Regions from separate parts of the Mus musculus genome. Here region 2 is linked to region 1. Evidence: chromatin contacts called from public promoter capture Hi-C data. All regions are on one chromosome and are shown on one strand. Each heading gives the region's core, a stretch centred on a gene start, on an enhancer-like site or on the middle of the called end of the contact. The rest is flanking DNA. Distances are from core to core; before and after follow the strand shown. Region 1 has its middle 36 kb from the start of Gm22055. Region 2 holds the start of Ccdc180 (coiled-coil domain containing 180).

Evidence for each region. Promoter capture Hi-C pulls out the DNA fragments that hold promoters and counts their contacts.
Region 2: a contact with region 1 is called in a promoter capture Hi-C map of liver, with 2.1 times the contacts expected there. The contact joins the promoter of Ccdc180 here to the enhancer-like site in region 1. A contact is called at or near these places in 4 of 39 promoter capture datasets (the 3T3-L1 cell line, HPC-7-derived erythroid cells, hippocampal neurons and 1 more) and 3 of 115 datasets of contacts at active chromatin or transcription factors (all in embryonic stem cells).

Annotation. Positions count from the first base shown.
Region 1 is chr4:45,581,783-45,588,665 of GRCm38.p6, reverse strand. No RefSeq gene overlaps it. Among named protein-coding and RNA genes, the nearest start is that of Gm22055, 36 kb to the right of the region's middle. Within about 2 kb of position 3,270, at least 61 of the 459 cell types and tissues checked have an H3K27ac peak or open chromatin away from gene starts, as enhancers often do. A contact at or near this core is called in liver, where this site is marked.
Region 2 is chr4:45,886,207-45,893,089 of GRCm38.p6, reverse strand. It overlaps Ccdc180 (coiled-coil domain containing 180), which reads right to left and starts at 2,787. Exons shown (of 38, transcript NM_198660.2): 1 at 2,703-2,787; 2 at 2,141-2,238. The coding sequence starts at 2,724. Stra6l (STRA6-like) reads right to left here. Exons shown (of 18, transcript NM_028788.4): 18 at 6,080-6,883.

The sequences.
Region 1 (6,883 bases), core at 2,021-4,520:
CTGGGAAGGCTTTTCTGCAGAGGTGACCTTTGAGCTGAGGATGAAGGACAAAAGGAACAGGCCACTGGGTGTGGGGTAGGATGGGGAGGGGGTGTCATCCAGCGGGGAGCAGAGCAGGTGCAGGGGCAGGTGTGGAGGCTGGATCTTGCTTGCTGTTTGAGCAAGGAAACGGGTATGGACAGTATCCTGAGCTCCTGCTGGTTAATAAATTATGGAAGAAGAGAGAAACAGATTGCCTGGGGCCCCCCTGTAGCCCAAAGTAAGGACTCGTGGAGTTGCATTTTGCAGGTGCATGAAGATGCTAAGACCTGCTGTAACCTCCCTCTCATACTCTAGGGGAAAGTCAGAAAGCAGCTTTTGTGATCAGCCCTGCTAAGAGACTTGCTAATACCTGCTGTAACTTCCCTCTCATACTCTAGGGGAAAGTCAGAAAGCAGCTTTTGTGATCAGCCCTGCTAAGAGACTTACTGGAAGCTGGGGAGGATGGAACCTACTAATAGTATGCTAAGCCCCCAAAGTCTGCATTCCCATAGCAATGTGGGTGGGGGCTCAAGGTGTGACAATGACTTCTGCTCTCCAACTGTCCTATCTGGAGCTGCCCACTCCCATGCCTCACTTAAAGGTCCCCAAAGCAGCTTTAGTAAAATGGAGGAGTTGTTATTTGATGAAACACTTCTTTGGAGCTTCCAAGTGACTCCAACACACCCAGAAGTCACAGAAGCAGCTTGCTTCTCTGTTCAAATGGAAACCGACATGATAGTGGTTCTAGCTTTAGGAGCCAGTGAGGTCGCTAGTTTGAGTCTATAGATTGTGGCAGACAAAGTGAAGAGAGGGCTGAGAGACTGTGAAACTGGGGAAGCAGAGACTTGAAGTCTCCATAAACTAGAAGAGCTGGGACAGAGGAGGTTGTAGCCAGAAAATGAGCTGTCACCGCTGCAGTTCCAGAAGCTGGAACCAAGGGTTAGGCAGCTATCCGTTCTCAGCACTCAAGTCAAGTCAGGCATCTCATGGCAGCCTGTAACTAAGAGATCTGATTCCCTCTTCTGGCCTCCATAGGCACTGCATGCATGGGGTATACATACATGCAGGCAAACACTCATTCACACACAATAAAAAACGAACAAATCTGTGGGAACCTCAATCTATTCCTCCCTGCTTCCCTTCCTGCACACAGAAGGCCCCAAGTTCACATTCTAGCTCCTGTTCTGAGAGTGAGCTTCTGTGTTTGTCTCCCTTACTAGGCAATGAGGAAGTGAGACAAGAAGTACCAGCCCCAGTCCAGCTCTAATGGGCAGAACATTAGCGTTTATACCAAGGAGAGCACTGTGCTGGAGGAAGCAATAGGTGGAATGACTCTCCTTGTAGCATATGCTCATTCAAAGACACACACACACACACACACACACACACACACACACACACACACACATAAAAGAGGAGAGGAGAAGGAGAAGAAGGAGAAAGAGGAGAGAAACTTTGAGGTCATGCATCCTGTGAGTCTCAGAGTCCCAAGGCAGGAACAAATGCAGCATCTACCACTGGAGCACGGTCCAGGAGGCAGCAGAGGGAGGAGGTAGCGCCCAGGCTCCACTAACTACACTGTCTCTTCTTCTACTTCCTCTCTCACATATCCCGAGTCTCATTCTAATTCATTCTTGGTCTTGGTTGTTAGTTTTAAGTGATCTTTCATGTCTTCCTGTGCACATACCTCCTCCTTCCCTGTCTCTATCGTATTCTTTTGCTGTCTCTCTCTTCTCTTCCACAGTCTTTGTCATCCCGCGGTCAGTGACGTTGCTCTTGCAATTCCGAAAGCAGGTGCCTACTCCAAGGTGCTCTAGGAAAACCTTTGTTCATGTTCATTTCAACCACACTCGTGGAGCCCCAACAGCCTGCTGGAGAAGGGTGTTCCCAGGGCTGGGAGGGAGTATCCTGGTTTCTTCTTCAACCTTGCCCTGACTTGCTAGGTGATCTTGGCAGCCTCGGTGTCAGCTCCAGCACCTATATATACCACAGGGTATTGAGACCTACTGATCTCACCACTAACCAGCTCTGGCATATTAGGATGGGAAGGACCCAGATGCTCAGACTGCCTAGGCCAACCACTAGGAACCTGTCTGTGGGCACCATCCACCTCTTGCTTTTGTGGGCACCGACTGGGACTTCCCCAAGGTGCCTGTGCCAGCAGGTGTCTCAGCTTTTGCTGATTAAGATCTTGCACTAATCCCTGCTTCCTGCTGCTCCTTTGTGTAAACTCTGAGTGTGCTCTGGGCTTGGCAGCACTTGTGAGCCCTTCAGGAAAACTGTGGTGCTAGGTGGGATGGGACCTTTCACATGTCCCCATTAGAGAGAGAGAGAGACAAAAGCCAGAAGCCCAGAGCCAGGCATCCCTTAGACAATAACTGTGTACGGAATGGTGCCCTGCACAAGCACCTGCTGCAGTCACACCCTGTGTGCCTTCTTCACAGTAAGGAAAGGAAAATGAACGAGTCTTCCTAAGGGAACACAGATGATTCTGCTTCAGGGTAGAACTGAAAAGACTTTTCTTTGAATCAGAAGATCAAGGAAGGCTTCTGAGAAAGTCACTGTGGATCTGAAGCCCAGTGAGCCAGCAGAATTTCACTGCGTGAAGAAGTGAGAAAAGGGGGGGGGGATGGACATCAGGGACAGAAGGAGCAAGAGAATCCGGGGAGCTCTCTACAGTAGCAGCTGAGGAGAGCAAAGGGAGTGGGGAAGCCACAGAGACAAGATTTCCCCGTCTGGAAAGCTCCCTAGTGGGTGGCACGCTCAGATACAGACTTCAGAAAGCTCCCACAGGAGAGCAAAATCCAGCATTTGAGAGGCTGAGGCAGAAGACTCTACCATTCAAGGTCATCCTGGTTTTGTTTTCTGAGAAATGATTTCACAGGTTAACCAGTGAGTGTAAGGGCCTGAAATGGAACAGTGGGAGACCAAAGGTGGAAACTCGCTGAGAAAAACCCAGCTTAGAAGCCAGGCCAGTATCTGAATTCATTTGTGCAATGATTAACACACCCTAGGCTGTAAGGTGAGGGCAACAGGCCTGCGAAGTGAGTCAGAGGCAGGAAGTGAGGGCTGAGCAGAACCTGGCAAAGGAGATGCTCACCTCAGAAAACAAGACTGTCAAGTAGGAAAAGGTGGAAAGAGAAGAATGTCTCAGAATTTCTGTGAAGGAGCCTGTGTTGGAACACACCACACACGGCAGGGCAGTGCGGTCACCTTACAGCGGTGCTGGCAGGGACCTTTGGGACTGCTGGTTTCCTCCTACCTACTGTATGAGTGGGGAAATAGAGATCAAAGAACAAGAGGGCTGCCTGGGTCCCCTGGAAAGCCCGGGAAAGAATCCAGAGCTCTGGCCTCAAAATCCTACTGTTGATCCCCGACTTTACATATTCCCAGGATAGTGTATAACTCCGTCTGGTCAGGAAAGATACAGAGCCACAGGGACTACAGGGAGAGACCCAGAATTCTAGCTTCTATGAAAGCCTAACTCAGAAGGCAGGAATTGTAGAGAGGCAGCGTCAGACTTGTGGTCCATGCAGAACTCAGGAGGATGGAGCTGAGGCAGAGTGGCTACAAAGCTGGAGGGAGAAAGATTTCAAAAGAAAAGCTAGCAAGAACAAACAAACGATGGTCCAGATGGAAGAGAAGAATAATTTGAGTATTGAAGGCTCTGTGGTAGGGCTAGGGGTGTGGCTCAGTGGGTAGGGTGCCTACCTAACATGTGTGAGGCTCTGAGTTCCCTCCCCAAGTACTACATGACCCAAGTATGGTAGCATATGTCTATAATCTGAGCATTAGGGAAGTGGAGGCAGGAGGAACAGGAATTCAAGGTCCAACAGGATTGAATGAGACCCTGTCTCAAAAGAATGAGAGACACAAAGACAGATAGTGGCACAGAGACAGACAGAGAGACAGAGGGAGAGGGGCTCAGGTGATAGTGAACCCATGGGAAGTAGTATTGATAGTTAACAGGTCTGATGGGAGATGGTGTCAAAACAAGAGGCTGCAGGGCTAGAGGAAGCAGAAGACAGAAAGATCCAGCCTATGTTGACGATCTGAGCTTGACTGGGAAACAACAGCTAGTACTTATGCTTGTCACTTCATCCTCCATCACTGGCACAGAGTTCGTTGCTTCATTGGAAATGCACAGATCCTCTGAAAAGATAGGCATCGTGATCCTCCTGATCCTGGCTGCGCAGATCAGCCAGCTGAGTAACAGAGCTGTCAGTACATTTGCCCAAGGCTCCCCAGCTTGTAAATGTCGGATCTAGATTGCAACTCTGCAATTCAGCGATGCCAGTCTTGTTATTGCACTCCAAGGAAAGGAAAGGGATGGGGGTGGGGGAATCACAGAAGAAACATAGACGTCAAGGTGGGAGGGCAGGGGAGGATGAGGGAGGGAGGGAGGGAGGGGGAGGGGGAGGGAGAGGCTGGGATGGTCAGCAAGATGACAAGCTCAAAGCACACTGAGGGAGGTGGGAGGAGCCTTCATTACAAAGTTGCCAAAGTCTCAAACCAAGCAGGAAGTCAGTCTGGAAGCAGGAAGTCAATCTGGAAGCCAGTCTACAGTGGGTTGTGTGAAAGATCACAGCAAACATAGAGGCATCTTGGGTAACAAGAAATTCTTGAGTTTGTGAGGACTCAGACTGCCAGAACACACAGTCCGGAAGCAGGTCCGGCACCCATTGAAGTGGAAAGAGGGCAGTAAAACCTCTGAGAGCATGTGTAGACATTTTGTTGCTGTGTCATAACACCTGAGAAACAACCTAACAGAAGCAGCATTCATTTGGCTCACAGTTTCCAAGCTTTCAGCCCATCCTGGCAGGGGAAGCATCCAAGAGACAGCAGACCACACTCCACTGTCACTGTCACAGCAGGAAAGTCACAACCCACACCTAGGAGGCAGAGAGAGAGAGAGAGAGCTGCTCCCCCCTTCCTTCTGTCTGAGTCCCCCAGCCTAGCGGGTGGTACAGTGCTCACTCAGGGTGTGTCTTCCTCTCTTATTTGACCATCTACAGAAACATCTTCTTTGCTCATCTCAAAGCACCTCAGTCCAATCAAGTGGACACTCCAGATTTATGATCATAGGGCAAATCAAGAGGCTTGCCCTGGCACAGAAGAAGGATGGGCATGCAAGCTTGGTCAGATGTAAGAATGCTTCCACTCCGAAGTCAAGCCTAGTAAGAAAGATATAGGGTAAGGAATGGCTTTGTAAATCTTATAAGGGTCTAAGCTCAGCATATTTAAGGAACTTTAATGTCAACTATTTTTTAAATAAACCCTCTTTTCAGCATCTACAGCCCATGTAGGCCTGCAGGGAACAGGACTTGCAACTGGCAAACGTATCTAGAAGGCTGTGGGGCAAGGCTGCTTTGCTGCCTATAGCAGGTCTCCAGAATGAAAGAGGGCAGGTTGTTTATGCCTGAGATGAAACCAAACTCAGCTTGAGAAAGAGAGAGGTGAACAAAACAACAACAACAACAAACCCACACATATGGTGACTCTTGGTGGACAACAGAACAAAGCTAAAGTATAGGGGAAAGGTTACCAGGACCCGTGGGAACTGTCAAGGTCCACAGCAACCACCATAGCAACCTCCTGAGAAGGCTGTTAAACAGGACCCCAGATATACCACACCCCTCAGGGACTTAAACTAAGGAAAATCAATATATACACGTGAATGTGAATCTAAAACAAAAGACTAAATAACCTAATTACAAAGTGGGCAAGGAATTTGGAAAAAAAACATTTGTCAAAAGAAGCTATGTAAATGACCAACAAACACATGCGAGATTACCTAATGTTATTAGTCACTGGGAAAATGCAGACCAAACTCACAATGAAATATTACTTCACTCCAGGAGGCTATAATAAGAAAAGCAACAACAACAACAATGAATGCAGTTGAGGGTGGGGAGGCGGAAGCCGTCTGCACTGCTAGGGAGAGTGTAAAACGGGGTAGCCACTTTGCAAGACAGTTTGGCAGCTTTGCAACAAGTTAAAAATAGAATTACCATATAGTCCAAATATTTCACTCATAGGCACATACCCAAGAGGGGTAAAAAAGAACACATTTGCTCAAATAAAACTTTTACACCAGTGTTTACAGCAACACAATTTATTAGAGTCAACAGACACGGTAATCTAAACATCTGCCAACCAATGAATGAATGAGGAAAAAGTGCTGTTCCAAACAGCACAGTATCATTCATTCATAAAAGAAAGCCAGTCCTGGCATACTGACAGGGAAACCTACCAATGTCACGGTAAACGAAGCCAGTCACATATGACATCAGACTGTATGACTCCATTTATTTCATTATTTTCTGTTAACTACTTTTTTTTTTCGATTCTTTTTTAGTTTCGTATCTTGCAACCCAGTCCCCCTCCTCTCCCTGTCTCCTTAGATCTGCTCTCTGCCCTTACAACACTTCCCACAAAATAACACACACACACACACACACACACACACACACACACACACACACACACCAAAGCACAGAAAAACACCATGGAAGCTGTGTTGTGTCGCGGTGTGCCTCAATTATGTCTCTCTGTTCACACATCTTCACTTGCAAAGGTTCAGGGTCTCTGGGTTCTGTGGCCCTATCAATATTGGATCCTCACAGGGACTCCTCTTGGTCATCCTGTTGTTGCTCTGTGTCATGGAGATCCTGTAGTTTTGGATCAGCAGGACAAGCCCTTTCGTGATCCCCAACAATTCATAGATAATGTAAATTTTGGGGTGAGCCAGCTCAAAGTCCTGGATCTGGGCCTGGGTGGCAGCTGAGCTGGTCAGCCCGCTGGCTCTCTCATATCTGCACCACCAGGGCAAGCTCTCCGGTACTGCTCTGCCTAAGCCACC
Region 2 (6,883 bases), core at 1,538-4,037, 300 kb before region 1:
CCTGTACTCAGACTCCATGCCCACCCAGTGCAGAAGATCTCTTAACAGGCACAGGGTGTTTCAAGAAAGGTATATGTAGAAAATTTTGAATGAAGATCATTTAGTGAATACAATTATTTTTGTAATCATAAGAAACTGATAATAAATGAAAAACAAAACAAAACAACAAAAACAGAGCAAAATAACCCAGAACCATTCAGTAATAGGAGATGGGCTAAGTAAAAATCCTTTGATGGAAGGGTAGTTGCTTACTAGAGACAGAAATGACCACAAATGTCTTATGGCAAGGAAACCATTACCCAATAGTGTATCATTAAACATAGCAATTAAAACACAAATTGCAGGGCTCAAGAGCCGGCTCCAGAATCAGGAGTACATGCTGTTCTTACAGGGGACCAGAGCTCCATTTTCTCATCAGCGGCGTGGCTCACAATGCCCTGCTTGCCTTCTAGAGCACCAGCCATGAGCGCGAGCGCGCACGCACACACACACACACACACACACACACACACACACACACACACACAGAGACAGGCTCAACACTCAAACACGCAAAATAAATATAAATCTCATTTTAAAACATAAATTAAAAATTATAGGCAGGATAGTTTGGATACTGCTAGACCTTCTGTCCCTTCCAGTACATTTAACAAAGTCACCCCCTCTTTTTTTTGGGAAAAAAAAAAGACAACCCAAATTACAGCGTGGTTTCAAATTTTAAAATACATGGGAGAACAACGGAAGGTTGAGAATAATATCTTGCTATATATAAGGAGCTGAATGGTATGAGTAATTTGAGTTCTCTGGTTTCTCTATTCCTTTATTATTTTTGAAGGTTACACAGGCAGGATGATTTATGGCTCAAATGAATAAGAATGCCACTTCAATAACAGTACACTAGATTTGAAGCTTGTAGGTCTCTTGGATCTGCAAGGTACATTCAAGAAGGGATAACAATCTTTACAATAGCCATGGCCAGTAAAGCCTTTTACTTTGGTTACCAGACAAGTCCTCTATGGGGGCAGACACTGGGTACCAGACAAGTCTTCTACTGAGGCTGACACTGGGTCCCAGGGAGGTGTGTGAATACCCCTGGCTATGGACATGAGTTCTGAGAGATTGCCAAGGAGAAAAGGGAGATTCAAAACCCTAGTACAGAAAAAGAACCATCATCACCACCACCACCACCATCACCACTACCACCACCATCACCTCCACCACCACCACCTCCACCACCACCACCACCACTAATACCACCACCATCACCTCCACCACCACCACCTCCACCACCACCACCACCATCACCACCTCCACCATCACCTCCACCACCACCACCACCACTAATACCACCACCATCACCATCACCACCACCACCACCACCATCACCACCACCACTACCATCGGTTTTTTGAAACAGAGTCTATCTGGCTTGCTACATAGACACACAGAGATACACCTGCCCCTGCCTCCCAAGTGCTGGAACTGAAGGCATGAGCTACCATGCCTGGCCAAGACTCACCTTTTAAGCAGAAAAATAAGAACTGCTTTTATGCTCTCCAAAAGAATCAGACACAGATCAGCGGTTAAGAGCACCGACTGCTCTTCCAGAGGTCATGAGTTCAATTCCCAGCAACCACATGGTGGCTCTCAACCATCTGTAATAAAATCTGATGCCCTCTTCTGGTGTGTCTGAAAACAGCTACAGTGTACTCATATAAATATAATAAATAAATCTTAAAAAAAAAAAAAGAATCAGGCACAGATGGTTAATTCAGACTAATTCTGAATAATTTCGATTAAAAATATTTTTAACCAAAATTAAGTTTTTAATTTTGAGACCAAATGCCCCAATGTTCTTCTATAATACACCCAATAGCAATTTAAAAAAAAAAATCAAAGTAATTGTCAAAGAGAACTGTTTTTTAAAAATCGGCTTATTGGGGGGAAATCTGGGAGAAGATGGGGTGGGGATTGAAATCAGAATATTACTGTATGAAAAAATCTATTCTCAATAAAAAAAAAAAATAAAATGGATCTTAGACAGGGAAACTCTCAGAACAAAGAAAAATTAGAAAGGACCAGGAAAGTTTGTGGGGAGACCAGGGGAGGGAAAGGGAGCAAAGGCCAGCAGGACACCTACCTGGGCCTGGAAGATCTGCTGGTAGACTTTGCCATTCTGTACTTGGGACACCTTTCCCACTGGCGACATCTTGACTGCTGGCCCAATTCCTCTTCGTTCTGGAAATACACTTGGGACTTGGTCTTAGTTTTTACTCAGAGGCTGGGACCCTCTTGCTAGGACCTCCAGCCTAAAGACAGCACTAGATCCCACAGGACACCTTGTTTAAGGGGAAACTTAGATTTCAAACAAAATTAGGTGGGGGGGGGGCGGGGGAGCAGGAGGGGGAGAGACAGAGAGTGGGTCTTCGCCAGCGCCCAGGGTGTAAATCCCACAGGCACTTTCTGGAAAGGGCAGGATTATTGTCTGCGCTCCACTAGAGCTCTTCTAGGGACCGTCAATCTGCCTCAGATGTCAGATGGGACTGGAACCCTAGTCACATCCTCCGGGAGAAATAGGGGAGTGTTGCAAAGGGAAGGAGCAGTTTGATTCTGGCCTATGCCTACTGTTTGCGACACGCCCATCTTCCTATCTGCTCAATCAGCCCGCTGTCCCCCAAGCCCAGCAATTTTGAGGTCCTTACCCAAGCCTGGAGGCTCCCGCATCTGAAGTTCAGATTCACCCTGAAGCCAGCAACTGCAGCAGGACGCTGTGGTTTCCTAGGCAACGCGAGGGATGGGGCAACACGAGGGGGCGTGGCCGTCCCTGAGCACACTTCCTTCTCAGGGAGCCAGGTCACTCAGCAACAGCAGAGGCCCACGTGGAGTAGTGAAACTCACCACTTCTTTTTAATGTTGGGTCCTTGGAGCGCCCTTTAAAAGTTCCCAAAAGCTAGTAGGAGGTTAGAAAGCCTGTGCAGATCTTGACTGTTGTGGTCAAGGAATCCAGTCTCTCATTGTTGCACGGGTTAAAATCAACCTGTGCAGGCAGGCAGCACAAAGTGGCCCTTGCCTGTAAGAATCTGAAAGACACTGAAAGAAATAAGATCTTTCCCACTTTAAAGTAAGTTGGAAGGCTCAGAATTCAAGGCTTAAGACCTGCCTGGCCTTAATGAGAACCGTGTGCACTAGACCACTAAGAGCAGTGGTTTTCGGCCCATGGATCGTAACCCTTTGACAAACCTGTACTCAAAAATGTTTTCGTTCTGATTCACAACAGTAGCAAAGTTACAGTTAGGAAGTAGTAACAAAAATAGTTTGATGGTTGTGAATCACCACAATGTGAGGAACTGCATTAAAGGATTGCAGCATTAGGAAGGCTGAAAACCACTGAGCTAGTTTCTCATGTATGGTGGGCCACCCTTCTCCTTTCCAGAGAAGGCCTGCAGTGGCAGCAGTCGGGGAACAGACCTGCTGGCAAGCCCTTCCCACACTGACATCTGAGAGTGAGTGGTCTTCTGAAGCTGGCTGCAGCATCAGGAACTCAGGAGTGTTGACTGAAAACGCTACTCTCATTCTTTGACAGAGGCGAATGACAAAGAGATGAATACAAAACCCTTTTAGACTCATTGTTTGGTCCAGGGTGAAGTAAAATAAAGACAGGATTCATTTTAGCTGAAAAGAAAAGAAAGCCTGAAGGTGACCTATAGAGGGGATGAAAAATATGTTTTGTTTTGTTTTGTTTTTCAAAACAGGAATCTTTTTTTTTTTTTACTCTTGTTTGTTTTCTGTTCTGTTCTGTTTTTGAGGTTTTCAGTCTCTGCCCTTTCTCACCCCAGGAAAGGCTGCTGGCTTGAGCTTCTAACATCAGAAACTTGTCCCTTCCCTTCAGCTCCAGCAGTTACAGCTACCTGGGAGCTGGCCATAGTAGCACGTGACCTATAACAAGCAGTAATTTAATCAAATTTCCCAACTAACGTCCAGGAGGACTGGAGCCCTGGTGGATTTTCCCTTCTAACCGGGCGTGGTGGCGCACGCCTTTAATCCCAGCACTTGGGAGGCAGAGGCAGGTGGATTTCTGAGTTCGAGGCCAGCCTGGTCTACAGAGTGAGTTCCAGGACAGCCAGAGCTGTCTTGAAAAGAAAACCTGTCTTGAAAAACCAAAAAAATAAATAAATAAAAATTAAAAGAAAGAAAGAAAGAGGAAAGAAAAGAAAAAAAAAAGAACTGGCTTCAGGCCTCATCCCAGTAGTCCATCAAACAAAAAAGTAAAGAACTTCATTAACCCCTTTTTATGAAGCTGGTATTACCTTGATTCCAAAACCAGGTAAAGAAGTAACAAGATAAGAGAATTGCAGAGCAGTCTCCCCAGTGAACATAGGTCCAAAAGTCCTCAAGAAAATACTTGCAAACAGAATTCAAGAATACATCAAAAAGACCATTCACCACAATCAAGACACAAAGATGGCTCACTCTAAGTAGATCAATAAATGTTACAAATTGTATAAAGGGATTAAAGGGCAAAGGTCACATGTTCATCTCAATTGTAGAAAATGCTTTTGGCAAAAATCCAACATCCTTCCATGTTTTCTAAGTGTCTTCCTCAATCTCTTACTTTGGTGATTTAATGTTTTCCTTACAGAGGTTTTGTTTTGTTTTGTTTTTTAAGTTTTTGGCTCTTTCACATTCCAAGGTACCTTTTGCAAAGACTTCTGTGAATGGAATCCCACCCACCTTGCTTCTGAGTGTGTTTGCCATTGTTATTCAGCATCATGACTGATTATAATGTTAACTTTGTATCCTGACACTTTGCTGAAAGCATCTATCACTTCTGAGAGTTTCTGGTAGAATCTGACAGGCTCACCATGGTCCAGTGGATGGCCCCATACCCCTGCCTATGGAACCAGCACTAACTGGATTCATGGAATTATATTTTCTAAAATAAAATAAAAGACATTGTGCTGGTTAGTTTTTATTGCCCACTGGACACAATTTGGAGTCTCCTGAGGAGAGAAAACCTCCACTGAGGTCACAGGTCAGGCTCAAATCAGCCTGACCTGTGACTGTGGGCACACATTGATGCCACACACTGTGGGCAGGGCCACCCCTAGGCAGGTGGTCCTGGCTGGTTTACAAAAGCAGGATGAGCTCGAGGCAGAGGGAGCAAGCCAATAAGCCAGGGACTCGACCTGTCTGGGACATGAGGAAATGAGGAGAAAAAAAAAAAAAAGATAGCCAGCCCAACACACACAGCCAGCCAGCCACGCGGTGGACTGGGCTCTCAGAAGGAGACAACGCAGCACCCCAGAAGCTTGGCTTGTGTATTATATAGAGTTGAGCAAAGAGGCAGAACTGTTGCATGCAGACGAACAGGTATGCAGAGTTCTTGGTACGCATCTGACACAAGGAGGCAGGCTTAGCTAATCTGGGTAGGAGCAGCCTCTGTAGGGATAGTCATCTTTAGGCCATAAACATCTGGATGGAGACCGCTCTGGTGGACACTTTCTATGTTGACTGTCAACTCTGACACTCAGCACCCCCAAGGAAGGTTTCATAATCCCTCTGAGCCTGAGGGGTCCTATATCAATAACACATTTACTTGGGACTTCACCCACTCAGGGCTTCCAGCATTCTCTACAACCTGGGAATGTATCCACATTCCTGCTCTAACCATTCCTCTGCATGATGAGCATGCCATGTCAGAGAGTATGAGTGTATACATCTTAGAAGATACTACCAAAGGTTCGGAAAGTGGTAACACACACACCACAGTGTACCCTAGTGTTCTGTGTCCTCACCAACATTTAGTAGTGTCACCTGACTTTATCCTAGACATTATTTGGTGGTGTAGTATCATAGTTTTATTTTGCATTTTCCTGATGAATAATATGGCATAGACAGACAGACAGACACAGGCATGTACATACACACACACTGATACCCACAACAAGGTGCATGCGCGCGCGCGCACACACACACACACACACACACACACACACATACACACACACACTTGGATCTTTCTGTGACATGAGATCTGTATTAGTTCCCTGTTACTGCAACAAAACACCCGAGGTAGTGAATGTATGGAGAGCAAAAATTTATTTGAGTTCATGGTTTTGGAGGCCACAGTCTAAGAAGGAATGTCCCATTGATTTTGGCTTCTAATGAGGCACCATGTCATGTGGGGTAGGGATGTCTAGTAAGCAAAAATAGTCATCCTATCAGTTAAGAAACAGAAAGACTAGAGTCCCATGATCTCCTTCAAGGACATGCCTCCAGTGACTTAAGGACCTCCTACTAGGCACCAGCCCCAAAGGTGCCATCCCTCTGCATGGTGCCATCCTAGGGACCAAGGTCTTTACAGGTACCTGGGCCTGTGGGAGACATTGTTTACACTCAAACCATAGAGACAATCAAAACCGAGTCTGCTTTTGAGTGTTTAGAGTGTCAGGCACAAGCTTAAAAGTGTCTAAGTGCTTTTAATAATTTTATTCTCAAGCTGATACATGGAGTTGGGATGTTGGCCCCCTTTTGCAGATATAAATATCTGTGAATAGAGAAAGAAAAAGTTGTTTGACCACAGAGCTGGAAAGTGACGAGTGTTGTGTGGGGAGTGGGGAGATGGCTCTTCATTTTCTCAAAACAAATTGTCAAAGGGCTGTTGTAAAGATTCAGCTAAAAGAGACAACTCTGACGCATGCGCCAACAGGACCAAGTGTACATAGCAACCAGGTGCAAGCACTCGGAGACTTTGGGTCCTCACGGCACTTGCTCAGGCTCAGGAGAGACTTTCAATGGTCAGACTGTATCTGTCCTGGCCATTTTGAGTATGAAAATTCGGGTAGTACTGGCTTTACATAAGGACAATGTCCACACCTCCCAG